Linked DNA regions of Oryctolagus cuniculus: region 2 is linked to region 1. A link is a contact called in public Hi-C data. All regions are on one chromosome and are shown on one strand. Each heading gives the region's core, a stretch centred on a gene start, on an enhancer-like site or on the middle of the called end of the contact. The rest is flanking DNA. Distances are from core to core; before and after follow the strand shown. Region 1 holds the start of DTD2 (D-aminoacyl-tRNA deacylase 2). Region 2 holds the start of HECTD1 (HECT domain E3 ubiquitin protein ligase 1).

Region 1 (4,993 bases), core at 758-3,257:
AGCACAAACCAATAGTTTGGAAGTCTGCAATAAACTATCTGTGATTTTTCTATAATGAGATGTGGCACAAAGAATATAAAAAAGATAAAGAGGAATAGAAGGAATCTAAATGATTACCAACTCGGAATTCAGAGTGCTAGTAGGCAACTATAAAAATAGGTGATTCTTCAGATAGGATAGCAAATGTAAAGAGAATAAAATTTCAAATATGGAAGAAAATCAACACTTCAACAAAAACTCATTAACACAAATGAGAAAAATGAGGTTTCGAGAAGAGGGGAGAGGTGAGAAAATAGGAACTTTTATACTTATTAAATTTATACTTATCAAAACAGCACACAGTAACAGATTCTGATTTAAGATAATCATCCACAGGCCGGCGCTGTGGCATAGGAGGCAAAGCCTCTGCCTGTGGTGATGGCATCCCATATGGCTGCTCCTCTTCCAATCCAGCTCTCCACTATGGCCTGTGAAAGCAGCAGCAGATGGCCCAAGTGCTTGGGCCCCAGCACCTGCTCCTGGCTTTGAATTGGCCCATCTCAGGCCACTGTGGCCATTTGACGAGTGAATCAGCAGATGGAAGACCTTTCTGTCTGTTTCTCCCTCTCTGTAACTCTTCGTCTCAAATAAATAAACAAAATCTTAAAAAAAATCATCCACATGCCATAGTTCACGGGTAGTATTTCAATTAATGACTTGGGGCCGGCGTGGTGGCTCACTAGGCTAATCCTCTGCCTGCCGCGCCAGCACCCTGGGTTCTAGTCAAAGTTGGGGCGCCGGTCCGGTCCCGGTTGCTCCTCTTCCAGTCCAGCTCTCTGCTGTAGCCGGGGAGGGCAGTGGAAGATGGCCCAGGTCCGTGGGCCCTGCACCCGCATGGGAGACTAGGAGAAGCACCTGGCTCCTGGCATCAGATCCACGCAGCACGCCGGATGTGGTTGCCACTTGGGAGGTAAACCAATAGAAAAAGACCTTTCTCTGTCTCTCACTCTAACTCTGCCTGTCCAAAAAAATAAATAAATAAATAAATAAATAAATAAAAAAAAATCAATGACTTGGATTGTGTTAAGGAATGTAAGATCTGGAACCCAATGTAGAAGATGTTTACTTTAAATTCTCCCACATTAAAGTTCCTGATTCCTCAGAAAGTCTTAGTTATGAACTAATCGTCTTCATGCATTTCAACTTACTCCCCCAAATATGTCAGGGGCCTTAAGGAACATCTTAATCTTTTCGCATGGAGTGGGCGCAGGCCTCAATAAGGCAAGGATACAAGTACCGACATAAATGTTTTCAATTCTTTGGAAGAAACGGGCTCGAGAACAATGCTTCGTTATTATAAATGTAGAGGTCTTTGTATCGGACTTGCAAATGGGTCAGATTTTTCTTTTTCTTGAAGTACAATAGTTCGCTGCGAACTCTGCACAACGGCCTAGTACCGAAGACCAAGCTGCAGCCGCCGGGAGCGGCCATTCGACGCCACGCGGAGGCCACGTCAAAGCAGCAAACCAGACCTACAAGCTCGAGCCAGACCGTCACAGGCCCCGTCCCACACGGACGAGACGTCCACCGCGCTCAGGCAGCAGACCGCGTGAGGAGGTTCCACCCGCCGAGGGCCCGCAACGCGGGAAAGCCTCCGTGGGCAGCGTCGGGCACACCGGCCGCCGCGACGTCCCGCGCGGCCCACAGCCCACGCCAGGGAACCAAGCGGCCCGCACGCCGGGCCAGAAGCGAGGCCGGTCACCAAGACAACGCGGAGAGGGCTGCCCCCCGGCGCAGGACGACAACCGGGGCTGCCGGGCCGACGTTACCTCAACCCACTGGGCCGCGGCGTCCCCCTCGGCCGGGCGAACTTGCAGCCGCGCGTGCAGACACTGCTGTAGGAGCGCACGGGCTTGAGGCGTTCGGCCACCGTCGGCCATTGCTGCAGCCCTAGCCCCAGGATCCCACCGGTTCCGGCCGCGCGCCCCGGAGGCTCCGCCCCTGGACTGCCCGCAAGGAGGACGGGACGGGGCGGGGCACGACGGAGGGACCGCCCCAGCCGCTCTGGGGGCGGGGCCTCGGGGGGGTGTCCCTGGGGTGTCCCGGATGTTCTGTCTTCAAAGACAAAGCTCTGCTAAGCCCCTCCGCAGTTGGGGAGTGATTCTGTAGAAGCTGTTCAGTGTATATTTGAAACCAGTGAAAAGGCTCATTGGGTCTTTGCTACACACATTTTGTAGAAACATTTTTCACCTCAGAAAGCTTAGGTTTCCAGAGGTTAAAAACCTTTAAATAAGCTTGATGGAGGTCCGTGTTATGTTACTTAATGAAAATAGGTAAATGTAACGAATCGATTGATCTGGCGGCAAGTGCAGATGGAACTAAAAGCTATAAATCTTTCAAAATTTTCCTTACCCTAATCAATAAAACGGTACTGCCTCCTCTGTCAGGAATGCTATTAATCATTCTGATTCACGGTTGTGAAAAGTATTGATATGCTCTATGAATACACACTTGGAGATCAATTCTCTAGGGAATATCCCCTGTAAAAGCATGCTTATATAGGAAAGTATGTGATACCTAATAAGTTATTTAACCTGCTGCAAAAATAAAACAACATATCCTGATGCACATACAATATTAAATTTTGCAATGCATTTTCTATGAGTACGTATTAGGATGCAAATAAAGTTAAACAAGGGCTTGATTTTTCTTTCCCACGCAACACATTCCTTAAACATGCATCAGATTAGCATGTATTTTTCTACAGGCTTGGAGGGTTTGGATGAAGAATAATAGTGTTACCCTGATTGCATTACCCAGGTCATTGATTTGGCCTCAGTTGGCACAATATGCCTATACATTCTGGCCTGTAGTTTTAGCAGATGACATCACTGACAGTGTTGCTATCCATACAAAGTAGTGTGACTAAAAAAATAATCCATGCATAGTCAATAGCCCTTTGTACACAAAATTTAAGCTGCATGTTTGGTAGTTATCTTGTAACCTGTCTTAAACTTTTATTTTTAAAAAGCAGCAGCAAAATCTCACATATCTGATTGCTGCATTACAGGGGTTCTGATATTCATTGACATTTGTCTGCAAGTACAGAACAATTGAATTGCTTAATGTATGCATCTTTATGTCATTGCAACTCTTAAGTCTCTTTTTCTCTTTCTCTCTCTACCAGACATAAATTTGGAGGGAACTTTGACATAGAGATCTTTAGCCTAGAAGAAAGGGCTTTGTGTCCATCTGCATCTGGATGTCAGGGATAAGGAGGTTTAGTGAAAATAGGCTTTGGGGCCAGTGCTATGGCATAGCGGGTAAAGCCGCCAACTGCAGTGCCAGCATTCCATATGGGTGCCAGTCTGAGTCCCAGCTTTTCCACTTCCAATATCCAGCTCTCTGCTATGGCTTGGGAAAGAAGTAGAAGATGGCCCAAGTCCTTGGGCCTCTGCACTTGCATGGGAGACCTGGGGGAGGCTCCTGGCTCCTGACTTTGGACTGGCACAGCTCCGTCTGTTGCAGCCAATTGGGGAGTGAACCAGAAGATGGAAGACCTCTCTCTCCCTCTCTCTGCCTCTCCTTCTCTCTTTGTGTAACTCTTTCAAATAAAATAAATAAATCTTTTTTTTAACAAGAAAATAGGGTTTATGGTTCCCAGAGATCTTCCCACATGGACCAGCTTTGTGGTGCAGTGAGCTAAGCAGCAGGCAGCAACCACCTCCTGATGGAGCACCATCTGGCTACTCTGCTTCCAGTTTGTGTCCCTGCTAATGTGCCTGAGAAGGCATGGTCCAAGTACTTGGGCCCCTGCCACCCATGTGGGAGACCAGCATAAAGCTCTGGGCTCCTCGCCTCAGCCTGGACAAACCCTGGCTGTTGCAGCCACTTAAAGAAAGAACCAGTGGATGGAAGATCTCTTTGTCCCACTCTCTATCATCCCATCTTTCAAATAAATGAATAAATAATTTTTTGTGTGTGAAAAACATCTTTCCACAGTGAGGGGCCTTTAAAAATTATGAATAACTTTATTTCTGGAAATAAATGAAGTCTCACTGGTGAATAGCTTTGCAAAAATCACCAATTACTTTAAATCTTCCTATTGGATGAGGATCTCCTGGACATTGCTGTAGGTGATGTAATAGATTGTGGCTCAGTATTCTTCCCTTCTACCTGCAGAGGGCAGTAGTGAATAGACACTGAAGAAACATTTCCTTTATTTTATTTTTTGGGTTGAAGGTTTGTACACAGACAGCTTCAACTATATCTGCAATGGTTGTTTAAAAATTGACACATAATATTTGTAAATATGGGGTAAAATATAAATTGATACATTTAATAAAATGAAGATAGTGCTTACATCTCTTCAAACACTATTAATTATTTCTGCATGTCGGGCACATTTGAAGCCTTCTTTTTTAGTTATTTTAAAAATACATCATATATTGTTGTAGACTAACTAACTAGAACACCAGAACCAATTCCTTTCATTTAACAGAATTTTGGTGTGCCTTAACTAACCTCTTTCCAGCCTATCTTTTCTCTCCTCTTCCCAGCTATATTTTGTTTTTTGAACACCTAATTAAATTCCACCAAGAATTTAAGAAGGCAGGTCACAAATGCAATAAAATAGTAGTATGTGGGGCCTGGCGTTGTGGCCCAGCAGCAGGTTAAGCATCCCATATGAGCACTGGTTGGAGTTCCAGCTGCTCCATTTCCCATTTAGCTCCCCAGTAACGCACCTGGAAAGCAACAGGAGATGGCCCAAGTACTTGGGCCTTTGCCACCTATGTGGATGGAGTTCCAGGCTCATGGCTTCTACCTGGCCTAGCCTCAGCTATTGAGGCCTTTTGGGGAGTGAAGAAGCAGATGGAAGATCTCTTTGTCCCTCTCTTTCTGTCACTCTGCCTTTCAAATAAATAAAATAAATTTTTTTTAAAAAATATTAATATATGGAACAAATTTTCCATATAGGAGCACCTGGGTTCAAGACTGAGCTATGGGTTCATTC
Region 2 (4,929 bases), core at 1,908-4,407, 250 kb before region 1:
TGACAGGCAGAGTTAGACAGTGAGAGAGAGAGAGAGGCAGAGAGAAAGGTCTTCCTTTTTCTGTTGGTTCACTCCCCAAGTGGCTGCTACAGCTGGTGCGCTGTGGCCGGCGTGTTGCGCTGATCCGAAGCCAGGACCCAGTGCTTTCTCCTGGTTTCCTATGCAGGTGCAGGGCCCAAGGACCTGGGCCATCCTCCACTGTACTCCCGGGCCACAGCAGAGGGCTGGACTGGAAGAGGAGCAACTGGGACAGAATCCGGCACTCCAACCAGGACTAGAACCCGGAGTGCTGGCGCCGCAGGCAGAGGATTAGCCTATTGAGCTGCGGTACCGGCCGCATTTTTACCTTAAAAGTACTGTTTTAATAAGATTTACAATTAAAAGTTATTATACAGCCAAAAAGGAAGACAGTTAAAATATTTTGTCAATTTAGTAATGCAGCCTTTATTTCCACTGCAAAGATATTAAGATAATTATACCAAATTTTAGGTCAACATCGCAAACATTCTCTTCTAATTACTTTAAAATGACATTAAAAGAAATGCAGAAACACTATAGAGTTTTCCTTTACTTATTCCTGGAATTCAAAACTGTAAATATAATAAAGCAGCAGTAAAAAACAAATGTGTTCAGCACTCGGAAGAATGGTTAATCTGAAAGGATAAGCATCACTTATATAAGAAGAAAATCAGCTGCAATGGTCTATGTAGTAATGAAATCTTTTTCATTTTTGCACAAATTCTATGTTATAGCTTCTGAATAAATTATTTAAATTCACAGTACTAAAAATGTTTCTACTATTCTAAAAAGTATGCTACATGGTTAACATCCAATTTATCCCACCCCAAATCAAAATTTACAAACCAATGATTTGCTTTAACAAAAGTAGATTTAACACAGATGAAGAAATGGGCTGTTCAAAACATGTTCATTATCATTTCTCTTATTCTATAAGTCAATTTCATAGTACAGAACTAGCTAGCTTTAAAGAAGATAAGTATCTGCATTGTCCCCAGCTTACAACATATTTTGAAAATCAACCAGCCAAGCTATGGATTAAAATTAGTATTTCTACTAATTACCATTCATTCAACAAATACATATTTGTGTAAACAAAATTATCAGTACTACAGTTACCTTTTTCTATTCCTCAGAAAAGTGTAAACGCAAAACTTTAAAGAAGTGTTTTAAAATACACTTTAAAAATTCACCAGAGAAATTTCTACACAAATTGAAGTCAGCAATGTTTGAAAACAGATGTCAATACAGCAAAACCCAAAGGAAGATGATGAAGGAATGCACTTACGTTTCAAAACAACGATCCACGTTGTCAGACATCAAAAGCAGCATGCATAGCTGTTCCAGGGCTATTAGCTGCATATCCCTTTCATCTCCCTGTCCCATCTGTAGCCATTCCAGCAACGTATCTGGATCCACGTCCGCCATGGTTTTTTAAAAGCCTCTGCTTAAATTTGAAAAGGGAAAAAAAAAAAAGTCCTTTAAATTTCCAAGACTAATCAGCTTGAGTTTTAAAATGTCTTCATTTACTTCTGCATAAATTAAATGTTCATGGTATCCTCCTACAAATTAAAAAAATCGTGAAGTATGTCTTCTGGATCACGGTGTTCAATGTAGTTTTCCAACTTATTCCTTGGGTTTAACATTCAGATACCACACTAAATAAAACGCAGTTTTGCACAAGGCATAAGCTGATTATGTTGCTGCTTAACTGGAAACCAGCGCTGTCTTCGTCAAACACAACCACACAAGCTTCGGATCCCACGCTGCTATCACTAAATGACTGTGCCAAAAGGCAAAGAACTACTACTACAGTTTTTTTTCCCCCGCAGCAAACTTCTTCCCCTCTTCTATCTACACTCAAAACTGATCTTCAGATACGGGTCCTTTTCTGTATTTTCAAGGCATTTTAATCCTTTCCCTTTCCAAATTCAGTTTCTCCTGTAAAGTTACCTCCGATTCCACAAATCCTGCTTCTCAATTTACTTACCCCTATTTAACGATGTACAACTACAAACGATAATTAGATACGAGATCTATTTATGAATAAAGACTTGGTCAATGAATGTTGACAGTCTTGGCAAATGTCCTTAAAACTTTAAAAAGAAACGCTAGAAAGTATGTGCAATGGACTAACAGGTTACGGATCAGAATATAGGCCACTCTAGGGCTCTCTTTTCCCGTGGGGATGGGCAGTTGGCTAAAGAATATATATATAAGCGAAACCGAGAAGTTGCCCCTTCAGACCAGCCATCATAAAAGCTCCTCTTTAGCGCCCTGATCAGAGGAGCGCTGTGGATCCCACCTAACCCAGCTGCAGGTGTAGAAATCAAGCGTAGGGTCGCGGTGGGCAGCCAACGGCGGCGACCAGCGGGACCGACCCAACAAGCGCTCTGCCTCCCCCGCACCAAACCCCATCAAGTTAGCCACCTGTTTAGGAGGGACCGAAGATCGGCAGAAGCAGCAGCAAAAGCCTCCGGGGCCGGAGGGGGCTGCCGAGCCAAGCAGGGCGGCCGGTCTCCTGAGAGCGGCGCCCGGAACTCGGAGGCCCGGAGGGACGTCCCTGGCCCCGGCCGGGCCGCGAACCCTCCCTTCTTCTCAAGGGCAAGAGGAGCCCGCCGTGGGCTCCAGCGCCGGCAAGCCAGGCCCCGCCGCCAGAACGGCCCAGGGAGGGAAACAAAGGGGCCAAGCAGAAGAGTCGGCAGCAGCCCGGCCGACCTCAGCCGGCGCTGGGGTCTCGCTCCCCGCTCGCCGCCGGGCGTCCCGGATCCCGGAACCTAGGCCTGCCCTTCCGACGACCGGAGGCATCCCCGCCTCCCCTTCCCACAGGCTCTTACCCAGGCTTGTCGTCCCAAACCGCTTCGGTCCAGCTCCCAGCAGGCCGCGGGCAGAGCCAGGCCCAGCCGCGGCCCTCGAGTTCCCAGGAAGCCGCAGGCCGCGCAGGTCGAACCGGGCAGGCGGCACAGGAAAAGCCGAGTCTCGTCCCTCCCCTTCCTCCGCGGGGACCTGGTGACAGGGAAGCGAGAGGTTCCCCTGAGCGGCGGCAGCCAGCCAGCGCAGGTCCCGTCCCCCGCACGCGGCTCCTCAGGCCCTGCAGTTCAGAGGGAGGCCCGCGCGGTGCTGCCGGCGGCAGCGGGGGGAGGCCGCGTCCATCGTGATTCGGGCGGGGGGAGAGGGGAGGGTCGAGCGAGAGCCGGGCGGGGAGGCTGCCGAGGGCAGCCGAGCCCGGCGGAGGCGGAGCGAATCTGTTCTCCCGCCGGCGACCCCGCCGGCCACCACCTGGGGCGCTGCGGAGATGGCCGACCCGCGGCGCGGGGGCGCCAACCCCGGGCGCCGGGCGCGCCGCCGCCGGGTTCCGGGCGCTCTCGCCCCCCGCGGCCCGGGCTGGGCTCCCTCGGGCTGTAGTTTTCCCAGCGCACACCCTGGCTAGTTAGCGCCTTTCTTGCTCGGCCCGAGTCCGAGCGCGCCCCCGACCGCCCGCGCGCGCGCGCGCGCGCTCGAGCACGCACGCTCCGCTCGTTTGGCTCCGTGGCGAACGCTTCGCGCGGCGCTGCGGAAGTCCCCTCCGTGCAGCGCTGGGCCCAAGCTGTCCCGGCCGAGCCTCCCCGCCCGCGGGACCCGCGCTCCCCTGTCAGCTGGCCTCGACGCCTCCGGTCGCCGCTCCTGGCGTGAGGAAAAGCGCCTCCCTTCGGTGCCGGGCGGCAAACAGCCCCGCGCTTCAGAAAGGAAACGTTTCACAACCACCCTGGAAAATAGGTACTGTGTTATCGGCATTGTTCAGAACCGAGGTTCCGAGGCAGCCTCGGTAAATTCAGTCCCGAGAGCGTCCCAGTAAGCAGCAGCACCGAGAGGGGACTCTGGCTCCTTTGCCTGTGGCCACAGATAGGTCCGTGGTCCGTACTTTTTATTTCACGTGCATTGAAAGTAAAATACACCTGCTTATAGGACGCACTCGGAGATGTTTCGGATGTGCTGAATTGGAAATGTGAATATAGCTTTTAACAAAAAATATTAAATAAATCCTTCTGGTTTGTGAGATAAATAAGCCCACGTCTCAGAGACTCCTAATAGTACATGGTGGTAGTGAAGACATGTTCCCTTAGGCAATTATGAAATTGCCATGTATTTCTAAGAACCAATATTTTGGAAATTACAGATTTGCCCTGCAGTTAGCTGTCAGCACATGTCCCAGTGTCGCAGGCAGTGGGCCCCCAGGTCTGCTATTAACAAGTCGAATCAAGAGAAGATGATGAAAAATGTGACTGCCTTGTCACAGGTACAACACTATCAGAATAATGATTTAAAAACAGTGAGTGTAAGTTGCAGCTGCCAGGAAAATCTTCAAGGAGGAGGTGGCATTGCTTTCTGGACCTTGAATGGGTGAAGTGTAGACGCTGGGGAGTGGGAAGAATACAAGTGAAACCTGGTTTTGTTCAAAGATAAAGTGAAGGGGAAAGAACCGGCGTTGAGCCACAGAAGAGGAATCAAATGTGGAGAGCCTTGAAGGTGCAGATGCAGAAATTAGGCTGAGCCAAGCAGCCAGTTCTGGACTAGAATCCTGGAAAAAGTGGAGAATTTATATGCTGAGAGTGTCCAGAATGGGCTGCAAAGAGCAACCTAGACAAGGGCATTGGCTGGGAGGTTTCTGCCCTGCCCTAACAGTGGGAAAGCCCAACAGGAAGGCCTAGACTTGGCCCTAGGAGTAAACAAGAGGGTCAGACAGTTGGTACAGCAGTTAAAACCCTTCTTGGAACACCCAAATCCTCGTAACAAAGTCCTGACTGCACTTCTGATTCCAGCTTCCTGCTAATGTGCACCCTGGGAGACAGCGTGTGATGGCTCAAGTCCTTAGGTCCCTGCCACCTATATAGGAGACCTGATTTGAATTGCTGGCTCCCCTGTTTGGCCTGG

The links. A called contact is a pair of places that touch in the nucleus more often than the background predicts.
Region 2: a contact with region 1 is called in a Hi-C map of an unstated tissue, with 1.7 times the contacts expected there. The contact joins the promoter of HECTD1 here to the promoter of DTD2 in region 1. A contact is called at or near these places in 2 of 6 Hi-C or Micro-C datasets (skin fibroblasts and an unstated tissue).

What each region holds. Positions count from the first base shown.
Region 1 is chr12:43,929,961-43,934,953 of mOryCun1.1, reverse strand. It overlaps DTD2 (D-aminoacyl-tRNA deacylase 2), which reads right to left and starts at 2,007. Exons shown (of 2, transcript XM_051822748.2): 1 at 1,809-2,007. The coding sequence starts at 1,919.
Region 2 is chr12:44,180,652-44,185,580 of mOryCun1.1, reverse strand. It overlaps HECTD1 (HECT domain E3 ubiquitin protein ligase 1), which reads right to left and starts at 3,157. Exons shown (of 43, transcript XM_070053782.1): 1 at 2,856-3,157; 2 at 1,307-1,462. The coding sequence starts at 1,446. It overlaps LOC138844637 (a long non-coding RNA gene), which reads left to right and starts at 3,547. Exons shown (of 2, transcript XR_011380779.1): 1 at 3,547-3,774.